2 separate regions of the Drosophila melanogaster genome follow, and region 2 is linked to region 1. A link is a contact called in public Hi-C data. All regions are on one chromosome and are shown on one strand. The core of a region is the stretch at or near the end of the contact, and the rest is flanking DNA. Distances in the headings are between cores, read along the strand shown. Region 1 holds the start of CG17746. Region 2 holds the start of Gtpx (Glutathione peroxidase homolog with thioredoxin peroxidase activity).

What was found. Hi-C and Micro-C count contacts between places; a contact is called where the count stands out from the background.
Region 2: a Hi-C map of the Kc167 cell line shows a contact between it and region 1, with 3 times the contacts expected there. The contact joins the promoter of Gtpx here to the promoter of CG17746 in region 1. A contact is called at or near these places in 29 of 107 Hi-C or Micro-C datasets (the Clone 8 cell line, the D17-c3 cell line, the Kc167 cell line and 11 more) and 1 of 6 datasets of contacts at active chromatin or transcription factors (the Kc167 cell line).

What each region holds. Positions count from the first base shown.
Region 1 is chr3L:3,234,555-3,242,103 of dm6, forward strand. It overlaps CG17746, which reads right to left and starts at 5,024. Exons shown (of 4, transcript NM_139537.4): 1 at 4,868-5,024; 2 at 4,058-4,428; 3 at 3,188-3,518; 4 at 2,393-3,110. The coding sequence starts at 4,339. The coding sequence ends at 2,608. Larp4B (La-related protein 4B) reads left to right here. Exons shown (of 9, transcript NM_206263.4): 9 at 1-2,050.
Region 2 is chr3L:3,322,029-3,329,577 of dm6, forward strand. It overlaps Gtpx (Glutathione peroxidase homolog with thioredoxin peroxidase activity), which reads left to right and starts at 4,237. Exons shown (of 3, transcript NM_168026.2): 1 at 4,237-4,339; 2 at 5,832-6,155; 3 at 6,223-6,598. The coding sequence starts at 5,838. The coding sequence ends at 6,414. It overlaps Strip (Striatin interacting protein), which reads right to left and starts at 6,843. Exons shown (of 4, transcript NM_168023.2): 1 at 6,671-6,843; 2 at 2,672-4,008; 3 at 882-2,608; 4 at 456-814. The coding sequence starts at 3,609. The coding sequence ends at 898. It overlaps Dpm2 (Dolichyl-phosphate mannosyltransferase subunit 2), which reads left to right. Exons shown (of 2, transcript NM_001169867.2): 2 at 1-461. CG12016 reads left to right here. Exons shown (of 2, transcript NM_139548.4): 2 at 1-461. It also overlaps lncRNA:CR45380.

The DNA.
Region 1 (7,549 bases), core at 3,774-6,273:
TATACCTTGCTCAGTGTTTCGTCTCGTACCCGCCACACAAATGTATCTTTAAATAATTCATAGTTTATAGTTTGTATCTTCCCCTCCAAATCGATGAGAAAGACCCAATCAAACTGTAAGCCAACTAACCCCAAACACTCACACACACATTTCTTTGGAATGTTCTCAAATGATTTTGTTGTGCTCATCACTCACTGTCGGCTGACAACAGAAAATTATACAAAACAACACTCTACACACTTCAAAACACACACACACACACCTAACACACTGTACAGTTGAACCTCAATAGGGCGGACTGCGGACTGCGCCTTAGGTGAATCAATGGATGAGGAACAGCATGTGGCCAGAGTGGAGCCAGCTGTTCGTTGGCGACGTCTCCAAGCTTCCGACAATGAGATGTGATATTATGCAATTGACAAATCATCAATTGTGTGCGACAAAAAACAAAAACAAATAAACGGAATGCGGGTTGGAGCAAGCCAGTCGAGCTTGCAACTCCCACTCGGCCATGAGACAGTCGACACTTGGACACTTGACCACGCTGCCCATCCGCTCGCTGAGATCGAGGGACGATAGAGAACCGTGGCGAGAGATAGGGAGTATAGGGAATAGGGAAAGTAAAGAAACATTGTTGATGTTGAATAATTTTAAGGAATACAATAAATTAAATTAAATTGTTAAATTGTAAACCTCAGTTCTTAAGTTATTTATTTTTGTATACTTAAGCAGCGCATATGACACCTTGTTATATTTACAAAATAATACTATTGCAAGTTCAGCAGACATGCCACGCCCATAGAGCTATGTATTTCCCGCATTGCCACCACACCAGAACAAACCAAACCACACCCAAATCCAAGCACATATATCATACATCTCCTGATCCTCAACCGAGACACTCAGAACCACACTGACACCTACCTAGCTTAGAATAGCGATATGGTTTAGTTTTTGTTCTTAGACCACCCAAAAACGTTGTATTATTTAATCCTATGGAATGTGCCCCCCAACAGACCACTGTACATACCCTTAGCTATACATTTACATTTCCGGGGGCAATTTTCTCCTGATTTCATGCGATCACCTTCTTTGGCACTGCCATCAAAATCGCCCTAACACTTTTACGTTCGATGTAATTTCGAAAGAACTTTTGAGTTGTTTCCCTTTTGTTGCTTTGGCATTAGTTAGTTTACAAACTGATTTTGTACTACAGCAAGCAACAAACAAACAACGCTAAACTAAAATGCTTACGCACATTGTTATCACTAGAAAAACAACAACAACAACAACAAAAGAACAACAAGAACATAAACACAAGAAGAAAAACCTGTCTGTTAAAAAAACAAAAATGAGAATATGTAATATGAATAACGAGAAGTACATGCATACATATATAAATATATATATATATAATCAATTTGTAATTGTACCGAAATTGATAACTGTAAAGTAACAAGAAGTTTATAAAATTGCATATGATTTAAACTATAAACTAACTAAGAAATACAATATCCCTCTATGCAGCAAGCGAAAGCAAAACCAACAGCAGTTATACATAATTGAATGTGTAATATGATGGCAAAAATATAAATAAAAATATTATAATAAAACAAAACGAAAAAAAAAATACAAACACTGAGAAACAACCAAAAAAAAAAACAAAAAGCGTAATTCATTTCCTCTCTATGCTATGATAGTTAAGCCTGAACCATTGAACAATTAAACAATTTGTACGTAAAACTAGACGATGAATGACTAGGCGATGATGATGTTGCGAGGACGTAACGACTTAATAGCGAAAAGTTTAAATAAAATTTATACTTGCGAGTTGAAAAAACATATATGCGGCCGGAACTTTTCATGACCAATGCTCCCACTCTGGCCACTTTTAGTCTTGATTCCACTGTATGCCTCATATAATTATAAACCCCAGTAAATAAAAAGCGGACAACAACAGCGAGCGTTCGTTTTGTAGATAACCGAGGAAAACAATAAAGCGATAACCACCATCCACGGGGGCCATTTACTCCAGTCCAACTTAATGCCCAACCGGAGCCAAAGCTGTTCCTGATAGCCGTCTTGGATCCACCAAAAAGTATTGCAACGCGTGGCAAACAGGATGGTAGAATCAGTCTCAAAAAGTGCATCTTACTTTCATGGATTCTACATCGAACAAAATGACTAATAATATTTATCGCTTATACTTTAGTTCCCCCTTAATATACAAAAAAAAAATTCCACTTTCTTGGGCACTACAAAACATTTTGTTCATTTTAATTTTGAAACTTCTTCGCACTCATTTCTAAAAGATCAGTTCCAAACAACTTTCACAAGTATGCTTAGGTACATAAATACTAAACGAGTAATACAATTCTTTTTTATCCATTTTGCTCGGGCATCACAAAGCATAGTAAATCATACATTAAATAGTTAGACAAGGCATATACACGCATCGTGGGGTTACAGTTAAAACAATTATTAATAATCGGAGCAAATATTTTGGTAAGGACTGTGTGGCGTACTGTGTGTATATAAAACTTAACCAAGAACACTTGCGCTGTTAAGTATAAAGAGTTGACCTAAGCGCTATTTCTGTAACCCTAATTAATCGTATATATAGTGGCTTTCGATCGCTGCCATCTTGTTTAGATGCGACGCCATCTTCACCTCGTCGTCCATGGGACCGGAATTGGATTGCTTCTGGCAGGGTTTGGTTTGCGTTTCCGTTTCGGTATCGGTTTCCGCCTCCGCTTCGTCCTTTGCGACTTCATCCTTCGTCGCGTCGCCGGCTTCCTCTTGATCATTGTTAGTCGCCTGGCTGCCATTTCGGCAGCGGGCTATCAGATCGCTGTAGGGACGGCCGTGCAGCAGGCACACCAGCACCACGGTCATATTGTCGCCGCCGAGGCCTCCCATTTGGCAGTCGGGTGCTAGGCAGTGATTCATCAGCTCTTCGCAGATCTCCTCCGGAAACATGCCCATGCCGATGCGCGTGCGACAGAACTCGAGCACTTCCGCGTTGCTCATTACATCCCAAATGCCATCGCAGGCCAGCACGATGAATTCCCAATCGTCCATGATTTTCCGCGTCTCCACGTCCGGGAAGGCTATATAGGCGCACGGAGAACAAGAAACAAGGTGATAATGCTTAACAAGAACAATGGATGGAGATGGTGATTCTCACCTGTGACGATTTGATCTTCCGGTTTTTTGTTCTCATGCTTGAATACATAGTCACCGAGGGCGCGGGAAAGCGCAAGATTGCCGTTGACGCGATTGAACTCAACCCAGCCGCCGCCTTGGATGATCCGCTTGGACTCCGCCTCGTTATTGGGCTTGTGGTCCAGCGACAGGACCTCCAGTTGTCCGTTCACGCAGGCAATGGCGCGCGAGTCGCCTGCGTTGGCGCAATAAAGCTTGTTGTCCTTTACCAAAACAACTACGGCAGTCGAGCCGGCCATCTGGTCACCACATGTCTTGTTGCGTAGCATAACGTAGTCGATGTCCAGAAAGCCCTGCAATTGCATCATATATGAGTCATGAATTAAATAGAATGGCTTGAAGAGCTTTACATGTTCTCAAAACTAGTGAATTTAAATGGCATTACATTTTAGATATCTTTATAAGTTAATCTGTTGTTTATATGTATCTTCAAAAAGTATATGACTTTAATAAACGTGAGACATATAAAGATAAATGTATAGAGGTTTTAACAAGTTGTTTTCATCCCATTACTTATCATTCTTAACAAATCTTTGTGCTGCAGATGAGTAACAATTTGTTGAAATGAGTCGCTTGAATAGAATAGAATAGGTACGTATTGTACATACATACATATATGTGTAATATGTAAAACTTTGGTTTTAAGAAGTGGGTACTACCCTCATATATCCAAGTATCCAATTATCATTTATTTAAGGACATCATCGATACCGTGCATATCCGAAAGAAGACTGCATGTGAGGAGTACATATACATAGGTACTCCAACTGCCTTCAGCGATCTATAAATGTCGCCATTCCCGCCATCTAAAAGTGACTCTGCCGTGACTCACCTGCTGCAGCGCCTGTTCGATGTTGTCGTTGTACTCCGGCCGCTTGAGAACGTACTTGTGCAGGTGCTTGCCGGCGTACTGGGCCACCGTGGCGCCTCCGTGCCCGTCGTAGACGGCGAAGAATGCCGCTCCCGGATCGTCCGGCAGCGAGAGGATGTGGGTGTGCGAGTCCTCCATGTTGATGCGCCACCCCTGCATGCAGGAGCTGCCCACGCGGTAGGCGGCGTTCTGGCAGTACGCTGACTCCTTGGCGGTCACCGGTTCCGATAGAGTCTGACCCATTGCGGCTTGTATGGTGTGCGGTGTGGAGTGTGTTGTGTGGGCTGACTTCTTTGCGGGCGGGGTTAGTGCTATCGATTTACGTCGCTTTTCTGCGGGAAAGAAGACGTACAAGCACACGGGTTAAGTTAATTACGAAACTGACTGCTGCGGAGCGCGGAACGACCGACGGCCGACTGTCAACTTCAGATACGCGTGGGCTCCGGAGATTAGTATATCAGAGGCATAAGCAAACAGACGTGGAGATTTCAGGGCCGGATCGCGATCCGGAATTGGATTCAGCTTGGGTTCAAAGGGCAGGTGATAAATGAGCGTCGATAAGCCGGATATTACGGCTGACGATCAACGTACTTCCTTCGCGTGCTCCCTAATATGTTCACAGTTTGCAGCTTATTTAAACTTATGCAAAACCAGAAAATAAGAACGGAAAACCAGAACAGCAACGGAAAACACGCAAAAAAAACGGAGAGAAGTGGAGAGAAGATAGAAGAGGAGGAGCGGCGCCAAATTAACGATGCGCTGATTACACACCTGGCGTTCACCGTTTTTGCTCCACCCTGCAAAGCGAGTACGCATCAAAGAAAAACTGTTTGGTAAAAAATTATTAAAAACTGCGCGTGTTTATTTTTTTATTGAATTTGTGTTTTGAAGTGTGAACGTGTCTGAAAAATGGTAAATTCCTAACTGCTGTTTACAAACGCATGGTAGTTGACCACACTAATGCCGGTACTGTTCAACACTGGCAGAGTGGCGCCCTGCTTGTGAGTGCGTCTCGACTAGCTTGGCAGCACTGGCGAAAAGCTTTTTGGTTTTGGCGCCTTGATTTGAATTTAAAAAGTTTAAAATCCAAAAAAATATTATTTATGCACCTTAATTGTACAAATAATGAGTGATGTTCTTTTGCCTTTCCATTGAAATTCACATTTCGAATGAATTCTGCAATTCCAATGCAAATTTCACATTATGCGGCTACTCTTTTCCGCTTCTCATTTCGCCTTTTCGTCGTCTTATCTGCTCTTTTATTTTTTTTGTTTAGCTGGCGAGTGCATTGAATTTTGCGAATTTCGCTTTGGGCTTGCGGCAAATATACGAATTCAAGGACAAATGACGTCAGCTAAGCACTTTTTGCGGTTGCCGCTGCTGCTGTTTTGTTGTTGCTCCCATATTGTTGTTGCTTGGGGAATTAAAGCTTGACTGGCATTCGCCGCTGCCAACGCCTCTGCTTTCTATTTATTGTCTTCTTCGTCTTCGTCTCTTTTTTTGGGTTCTTTTGTTTTGCGCTTTTGGCGAGCGCAAAAAATGTATTAAATATTTGCACAGCAGCAGCAAAAGCAAAAGCCACAGAGCAATTTTTGATAAAGAACTAGTGGATGTATTTCAGAGGTCCCTCTCCATTTCCATTTTATTCGCATTATCTTTGGCGCTCTGAAATTGTTTCGGCAAACAAAGTCAATCAGAACTTTGTTGTCGAACCTACATATGTACATACGAATTGGTATCACCCGCCTTTATGCATTTATAAGTAGTACAAATTTGGAACTCAAACAAAGATTAGATAGGAACGAACATACACTTCCATACAACAACAACTATTCTTAAATTATTCGAATTTTGAGGAATAATGTTCGACACTTTATCTAGCTTGGCTTGCTAGAAATCGTTTTTAAATGTGATAATGCACTTAATTTGGCTCAGTGTATTATATCTCTGCCTTTCTTATCGTTCTGTTTGGTCATTGAAAGTGCAAGGCGTCAACGTCGCTGCACGCATTTTATTTCCCAACCTCTAGAACGCACATTTATTATGCATTTAACGTTCCCCGCTGACGACTGCAACTATCGACCCCGCTGCCACCGCCCCCCCCCCTCGCCAACACTCGCCTCTTGCCATTTAAGATTCGCTTTCGCTTCCCCTTTTATTTTAGCGCACTCAGTAAAATTTCCATATTGTTTGTCAACCGCGGATTGCATCCAGGCTCGGTTTCGGTCCCTGAATCGCTCTCCAAATCGGAATCGGAGTTGGAGGCGATCAACAGCTCCATATGCAGTCTGCATGCAAATGCTGCACTTCGGATCGCAGCAACACTGAGCAAAATAATATTAATATAATATATAAAAATTTATTTCATTTATATTATTATTATTTTATTTATAAATTTAAGTTCTTCTTACTTCAAGTGGTAAATATTTTAATCTGGCTTAGTAAATGCCAGTAGATTAAGAATATTAAGTATACGCTTAGGTGGCAACCAAACTAAATGTATCTTTTCTATATATTTCTTCAAAGTCGGGCCTATGGCCACATTATTTTTCCAAGTGTATGTCCCGCTGACGGAAAGGGACTGCGACGGGGGCCGGACAGACCAGGGCCCACAGATATCGTCGTCAGGCAGTTCAATCACATTGCACAAAAGTTCGAGGTCAGTTATAAAAATAAAATTAAATGCCCTCGCTGGTCGCGCGCCCCTTCCCCCCCCTCGCCATCACCGCTCAACAGTGAGCTCTTGGATGGGATTGGAATTGGAATTGGATTGGGTTTTGTTTTACATTAATTTCTGTTTGAATGCGACAAAATGGGTTTCTTTGTCTTTGGCTAGCTGGCTGGCTGGCTGAGCAGGATCGGGATAATGGGGTTGCTGCACGCAGCTCCTGCTCCTGCTCCTGTTTTCTGGGACTGGGCACAAAGGGTATTGTTCGGGGACATTGCGGGTCACTCGAGTGGAAGTAGGCCACTGGAGTTCTGTGTAACTTGAGCACCGTCCGATCGGGATCGCCGATGCAATTGTGTAATGTGAGCCGCGGCAGGGCAATGACTCCTTTCCCAAGGATAATGAAGGAACTTGGTCGCAGGGCAGGAAATCAATCCGTTGCCATCTGCCAACATACTTAGATCAATATGAAGCTTCAATTACTATCAAAGTATTGAGCATTTTTAGTTTTTGGTGACCGCAATCTAGTATGTTTATTAAGCTATGGAAAATGGTGACCCAGACGCTACGTTTGAGAACTGCGATTTCTGCGAAACCTAACGATAAGATACATTTCCACAGATGCATAATAAATACGGCATCCAAAAGGGCAAACTTCCCAAAGAATCGATGTTCATTGATGTACAGGAGGACGTGCGCTACTCTCTTCTAAGCTCGGCTAACAAATATATTTTGTTTTTGGCCAACAGACGGGCCCAGACAGTCGCTGACCGGTGGAATGCTGT
Region 2 (7,549 bases), core at 2,987-5,486, 87 kb after region 1:
GACCAATTTGCTTACAGTTTCTAGCTTCTTTTTACGGAACAATCGAAACAAATCGACCCGCCCTAGAATACAACTATTATTAGTTAGTCTTTATTTCGTATTAAGATAGTTATTATGGGTGACATGGTCTCTCTTGTGGAGAATGCTCTTGTAACCAGATTGTGAAATGAAGAAACTCGGTTCAGGAATTCATATTTAGCTGTGCTAACTATTATATTGTATTGTTTACTATTACGTCATGGAATTTAGAAAAACCCCAACGAGGCATTTGGTGTGGGGCGTTTTTATGGAGTCGAAAAGTTATTGTACTATATAATGGATATTTATATATGCACCTTGTAAATACCGTAGTGTATATTTACCAAATTAAACCTAGCTTTAAGACTATGACCTAAAAGAATTATATATTTTTTTCTTGTGCGAAACAAAACACACATACGAATAAACAGACATTTAACCTCAAGCCAAGTGTCGTTTTCGAACTAGCAAATTTGTTTATTCCGCTACAGAAGCCGATTGCCGCGATCCGTTTCAAGGGCTCGCAGAACAGGTAAAATAATAAATATATAAATTAAAAAATACAATCATTACATATACAGGCTTGTCATCGCTATGGGTATGGTATTCGCGTATGCTAGTTAGTGAAGAGGAGCGCAGCGGAGGCCCGTGGCTTGCCAAATTATTGCCAATTCAGTGAGTAGTTGGTGTTTCAATCGTGGTCGGGCTACATGGATTATATCAATGTACTTCTTAATGCTTACAATTACGTTAATAACTTCTTGCTTTTATGACGCGCATGTGGATATTAGAGCAGCTGTAATTCAAAAAGGAATCACGTAAATAAAAGTGTGACGGGGCACATGCGGTATGCAGTTGCTCACCGATGGCAGCCCTGCCCTAGAGGGCGTCCCAGTCGGTCTGACTGTTGTAGACCTCCTCCTCCAGCCAGACCGCGTAATTGGCCTTGAAGTAATCCGTCAGCTCGACCTTGCGATCCCACCAACCCGAGTGACCGAAGAAGGCAAAGTCCGAGTGGGTAAGGATCTCGTCGCTGGGAAAGCCACCCTCCACACCATAGTCGTTGAGCTGCTGCTGCTGGTTGTGGCCGCCATTGCCACCGCCACCGTTGTTTCCATAGCCATTTGCGTCGCCATTATTGCCACATCCATTGTTGCCCGCCATCATGTTGGATTGCTGGGCGTTCTCCGCATTCTGAGCTGCCGTGCCGTTGTTTCCACACTTCTGGGTGGCTTCCGGATAGCGTCGCAGGTTGAATCGATCCACGCAGGCCCGCAGCGTACACTCCTCCGCCTGGAAGTCCCAGGGACGCGACTCCAAGTCGTTGCCAAAGGCCCAATCGTCGTTTAGACGATGCCGCACCTTGGCGTAAATTGCACTCATGGTCTTCATATTGGACTTCCGCCACTGGCGGCCCAAGTACTTGGTCTGCATCTTGAGCAGCTTCAGCACGTACAGCTGCATCATGGCGTGGCGCACCTTAAGCGTCTTCTTCAGGATTGGTGCCGACTTGAATACCACCAGCATCATCACTCGCGAGTGCTTCCACTTGATCAGCTTGTTGAGGATGCGCAGCAGGTTTATGCAGGAGAACACGTTCCGCCAAGAGTAGGACTTATCGGACATCTCTCCGCCATACACAAAGCTATCGCCACTCAAATCCGGTTGCTCACCAATCACACACGACGGGAAATCGAGCAGAGGAATGGAGTTCTTGGTGTTCACGTACTCCGTGATTGTCTGATTGAAGAACTTCAAAACCAGCGGGATGCAGTTGGCGAACACGAGATGCTGCGACATGAACTCAAACTGGTAAACATGGTTTATCTTGAAATGCTTTAAATATAGCAGGATGATGGCCGAGACAGCCTTCACAATGATCTCCTTGTGCCGACCAATGTCGACGGTTAGCTTTGTTGATTGGGTGGCCGTCAGCGGCATCTTCCTAGGCAGCACATCGGCCATTATGTTGATGCTCTCCGTCTTGGACTTGGACGTTGGCGAAGCTGCCAGCAGGACCTTGAGAAGGGCGATCATATACTGCGGCAGGTTTGGCAGGATGGCTTGGTACAACACCTCAGCCGGGGTCAGTTTGATTTCGTCCTCGTGCGTGGAAATGGGGTTCCTAGCTATGTCCTCCTCCTTCTTAATTTGCACATCGGCCAGGCTCATATACATGTGCCGCTGCAGCGTCTTAAAGCCCTCGTGAATGGGTTGCGGCAGTCCAGCCAGACTCTCGTGGTCACCAATCAGTGAATACCCGATGAACTTATTCCGCGAAATGTCCAGAAACTGGTCAATGTCCTTTTGTCGCACCTTAGGCGTCCAGGGCAGGCGAGCCGTGATCTGTACCGGAGGCACAGCAGCGGGTGGCTGTGTTAGGCTAGGCTGGTTGTTTGGATTTGCCGTCGAGGTGGTGGATGCCGACGAAGAGGGGTCATCGTAGGGTCGGTAGTACTGAGAGAGTTCTTCCTCCCCGTTTCCGCCATTGCCGCTGCCATTGTTGGCATTATTTTGACCCTCGTTGCCGCCCATCTCCATGTCTATCTGCTCGGGCTCGTCCAAAAAACGCTGCTTCATCAGGGAGCGTCTGTGCGGCAAGGAAAATGAATGTATTGAAAAGTGTACATAAGTGATCTAAGACTCCGCTTACTTGAAGTTCCGCTTGGGATACTGGTTCTCCAGTATATCAGTAGCTGTGGCCGGCGGTGAGCTGGCTCGCATGCACTTGGTAACCTCCAGCGTGTCCTCGGTGATGGGTTCCAAACCCACCTTCAATCGATACTCGTTCTTGAGATTCTTGAGCACATCCATGCCTCCCAGTCCCAGCAGCGAAACTTTCCACAGCAGGAGGACAACCTTCTTCATGGGGAACTGCGGTGCTGCGCCACTGCAAAACCGTGTGATCATGCCCAACAGCTTGACGGCCAGAAGTTCGCCATCTGGTAGTGGTGAGTTGATTTCTTGCACAAAGGAGTCGGCCAGCTCTCTGTAGTCTTCGCTGCCCTTTTCCTTTTCATCGCGAATCGTTTCTGTGATGATGTAGAGCACAGATAGGATCACCCGAATGTCCGTGGAGTCCACAAGCGTGACGTTAGTGATCTTGACGGCCACAATGTCCGGAGAGCAGGCGCTTTCGATCTCCATGTTGAGCAGGTCGATGAAGGAGGCGAAGACGCCGAGTTGGTAGAGCACCAGCACATTGTCCCTGGTGATCTGGTGCTGCTCCTCGTCCGACTGAACCTCCGCCCAGCAGCCTTGGGCCAGGTAAAGGATGCACCGGGCGGCCTGCATGCGAAAGGATCGATCGGAGACCTCCAGCTGGTCCACCAGCTTCATCACGATGCCGCGCTGGGAGGCGGAGTCCTGCTTCTGCCAGTTGGGCGGCAGGTCGTACAGCTCCATCTGGTCCTCGAAGGCCTTCACGTTCATCTGAAACTCGCTGAACTCCGTGTAGCTATACAGTTCAGCGATCTCGTTCTGATAGCCATCCACGTCCGCGTACACGAAGTCCAGGTCGGGCCCGTCGCAGTTGGCGTCCGCATCGTGGGTGTCCTGCTCAAAGGAGTTGTTTATGGATGTGAGCATCATTCCGCCAATCCTTTTTCGCCACACAGGGATCTCTTTTGTGTGGAAGTGTATGTGCGTGAGTGTGGGCTACTCGTGTATGTGTATCCTGCGGCGGTGGGCGGTGCGCCTGGCGTGGGCGTGGTTGCTCCTGCTCGCTGGTTTTCTCTCCCACTTGGTCTTAGTAGCACATGGACGTACTAAGCAATTCGCACTGCATTTCACTGGGTAATTTCGACTGCAATTTGTTTCTCGCCAAAAACAAAAACGCACAATGGAAAAAGAAGAAAATTCGTACGACCGTTTGCTGTGTGGTCGGAAAATACCAAACAGCAAATGGTGTTGGCCGTCTGGCAAGGCCGTTCGATCGGATGTGGCAGCGACTGATGCAATTGCCGCTGCTTTAAATTTGAAATAAGGGTTCTGTTTGATTTGTACTAATATTAGGAATAGGGATTGTTTCATTTTGATATTTTGTGTTTACAAAATGATAATCAATAGTAATGATATATACAATTTGAAGCTCTAATTAAAGGCTTTTACTTTCATGCTTAAATTTAGAAAGTAGGGCTTAACCACCACACTTGGCAACTCTGGAAAAGTTGTGCTCCTAGTGTGACCAGACCAGAACATTACAAGTGCTTTCACCTACACATATAAATAAGGGTTTTTGCAAGTCGCCGGTTTCAGTTTTATTTACGCTTCGAAAGTGAGAAAGTGCCCAGTTCCATTAGTCATTGCTATTACGCCATAAGTAAGCCCAAACAATAATACCCAGCTGTCGAGATTAAGCACAGCATAATCAGCCCAAAAACACAGCTGGTCGAGGTGACAAGAATATATGTATATAGAGCAGGGAAAACAGTCGAATCGAATCTGAACTTTGCTCCCGATTTTCGCCCATATCAGCGTGAGCTTGCAGAATCTCGGCATTCGCATTCTATATTTGTATCCCTGCATCCGAAACTCGCAGCAGATCGTTGTGAAATCGTACACATAGTCGATATATAGCTCAGTAATGGCTGGCCGCTCCATCGTCCACTTTTTTCTGGGGTCCGTGGCAATCGCCCTGGGATCGTACATCTACTTCACCATGCAAGTAATTACCCACAACACTAACTATCCCTTCAAATTGCTGTCCAATCAACTCGAACAATGGCATGCATGTGCAATCAGCGACGGTAACGAGGCAGCGTCGTGGGTTACGTGGGCCAATCCTGGCCAGCTTAAAGGTCACTGTGCGTAGCCACTAGGTTGCGTGACTCACAGGGTGCTGGGATATACATATATGTACATATAGCTCTTGACTTTGACCCCGATGAATTATGCAGCGTCACTGTAACCAGAAGCCTGATAGCACCCTCGTAAATGTCTATGAAACAACATACAACTATTAGGAAACCCATTATCAAAACGTGAAATAATCTTGGATGTTTGTCGTCGGGTTGTCGAATACAATCTATACACCACATACATTTCCACACTTTCTTATTCGGAAATAAGATAGCTTTGAGCTATCTTACTACTTTACTTACTACTTGCTCTTATCTACTTAACTATTTCGTTAATCAGTAGAAATGTGGACTTGATTTTTATATTTTCCCATTTGAATTGTTTTGAAACGATTGTTGTTCGATCTGATACACAACGTACACATCCACACCAGTAATTCCTTCACTTGCCTAAGCTTTCACTAAATTTGAACATTCTGCCCGGTTATTATTTGCAGCATTTAAAGAATGAGTCTCAGGCAGTTTCAGAACATTTCCCGCCAGGCCCTCAGGTGCTACTCGATGAGGCGGACCCCTGGCCCCGTCCTCGAGCTGAGTCGCGGTCAGAGGCAGTGCCTTCGCCTCTGCACCATCATGCTTCCCGTGAGCTGTGCGGCCACGCCCATGAACGCCATCTCCTCAGCCGCCCAGCACTCCACAGCAGCTGCCGTGAGTAGTGCTGATTGCTAGTTGACTAGATCCTAACCCGTTGACTAACTCAGTTGCTTGATTCTGCGCCTAACTAAACGTTGTAGCCTTTGCCACTGCCTGTGTTCTCTGTTCTCTGTTCTCTGTTGCCTGTTCACTGCAATGAACCGCGTAGCCTGGGTCGATTTTGATACAGAATATAGTGTTTCATACCCCGATTGAAGATAAGGCTATAAATATCTATATCTCTTGATCAAAACATCGACCCAAGCCTTCACAGCCACTAGTAATTACCCAATTCTAACTCCCACTTTCTATTGCTTCCAGATCGACATGTCTGCTAACGGAGATTACAAGAACGCCGCCTCGATCTACGAGTTCACCGTGAAGGATACCCATGGCAACGATGTTTCCCTGGAAAAGTACAAGGGCAAGGTGGTCCTGGTGGTGAACATCGCCTCCAAGTGCGGCCTGACCAAGAACAACTACGAGAAGCTGACGGATCTAAAGGAGAAGTACGGCGAGCGCGGCCTGGTGATCCTCAACTTCCCGTGCAATCAGTTTGGGTCCCAGATGCCGGAGGCCGATGGAGAGGCCATGGTGTGCCACCTGCGCGACTCCAAGGCTGACATCGGCGAGGTGTTCGCCAAGGTAAGACTATTAAAGCTGCTAGCCGATTGCTGTAGACCGAGTCACTAAACTTGCCCCACCCCCGCAGGTCGATGTGAATGGAGACAATGCGGCGCCGCTGTACAAATACCTAAAGGCCAAGCAGACCGGCACCCTGGGCAGCGGAATCAAGTGGAACTTCACCAAGTTTCTGGTGAACAAGGAGGGCGTGCCCATCAACCGATATGCCCCGACCACCGATCCCATGGACATCGCCAAGGACATTGAAAAGCTGCTGTAGATGTGCCCTAGACGTTAGCTGCTCTTTTGGACTGTGTTTTCGCGTAGCTTTAGCTTGTAACCGTCTGGCCACAGATAGTCTTGTGGCCGGCCACATGCACCGCATGGTATATATATTGTCTACTCCTTACTGGTTTTGATTCCCACCCGCAAACATAATAAACGCCATTCGTGGTTACCACACTATCACCTGGGTGTTTGGCGACGCCGGGCACGTACTTTGATCGGTAGTTGGAACTGTATCAATTCGGACTTACCGTGTCAACGCTGGCGCGTTCAATCCGCTTGCTGGAAGCAGCAATGGTGTTAAGCACGTTGATCCTAGACTGGATGGACTGCATCATCGAGGATCTGGCGTTTACGGCGCCACAGCTTAACTGGTTTTTACAAGTGTCAAAAAGGAGTTTATTTTTCTGTTTCCAAGCCATATATATTTGTTAGGTGACTGTGAAATTTGGAGATGTCATATTAAGGGAAAAACGAAATTCACAAAAGAAAGGTATGATGTTTTCAACGGTAGAGCACAATTTTTGAAAACTTGTTCAACTTAATGACCACGAAAGCTCGCATTGTTTTAAAACTAATTAATCTTTGAAAGGACCTTGATCAATTAGTCTGAGTTTTAGATTTTAAAACCCATATTTGCCTTTCTCTATAATGATATTCAAAACAAGTTTGCTTTAATATCCTTTAGATATTTTTGAAAGAAAAGTTACTTTTTCTGTGAGTAGGCAATATCTGTTTTAAAATATTCCCCCTTACCAATTTGACCTTATTGGTGGTTACTTTAAGTGCAGAAAGAAGCAAAAGTACTTCACATTAACCTTTACCTTCTTTCCGAATTCGAGTGCTCCGAGTGTTCGCCAAATGCTCGCCAAACTTCGATTGCGCAAGTTTGCCTGACCAGCACCCCCAAAACCAACAAATGCGAATCCGTCAGCCCATTGGGGCGCCGATCTCGAGCTGCTCCTCCTCCAGTGGAGCAGTTCAACGTCTCGGCCGGATTTCAAGTTCAAACCAGCTGCCAATGGAGCGGCGACTCCGACCTTCCGACAATTACATGAAAATGCTGCACTCACCATTTACGGATGCCATCGAAATTCGCAGTGGAGATCAGGCGGAGAAAAACCAAACTG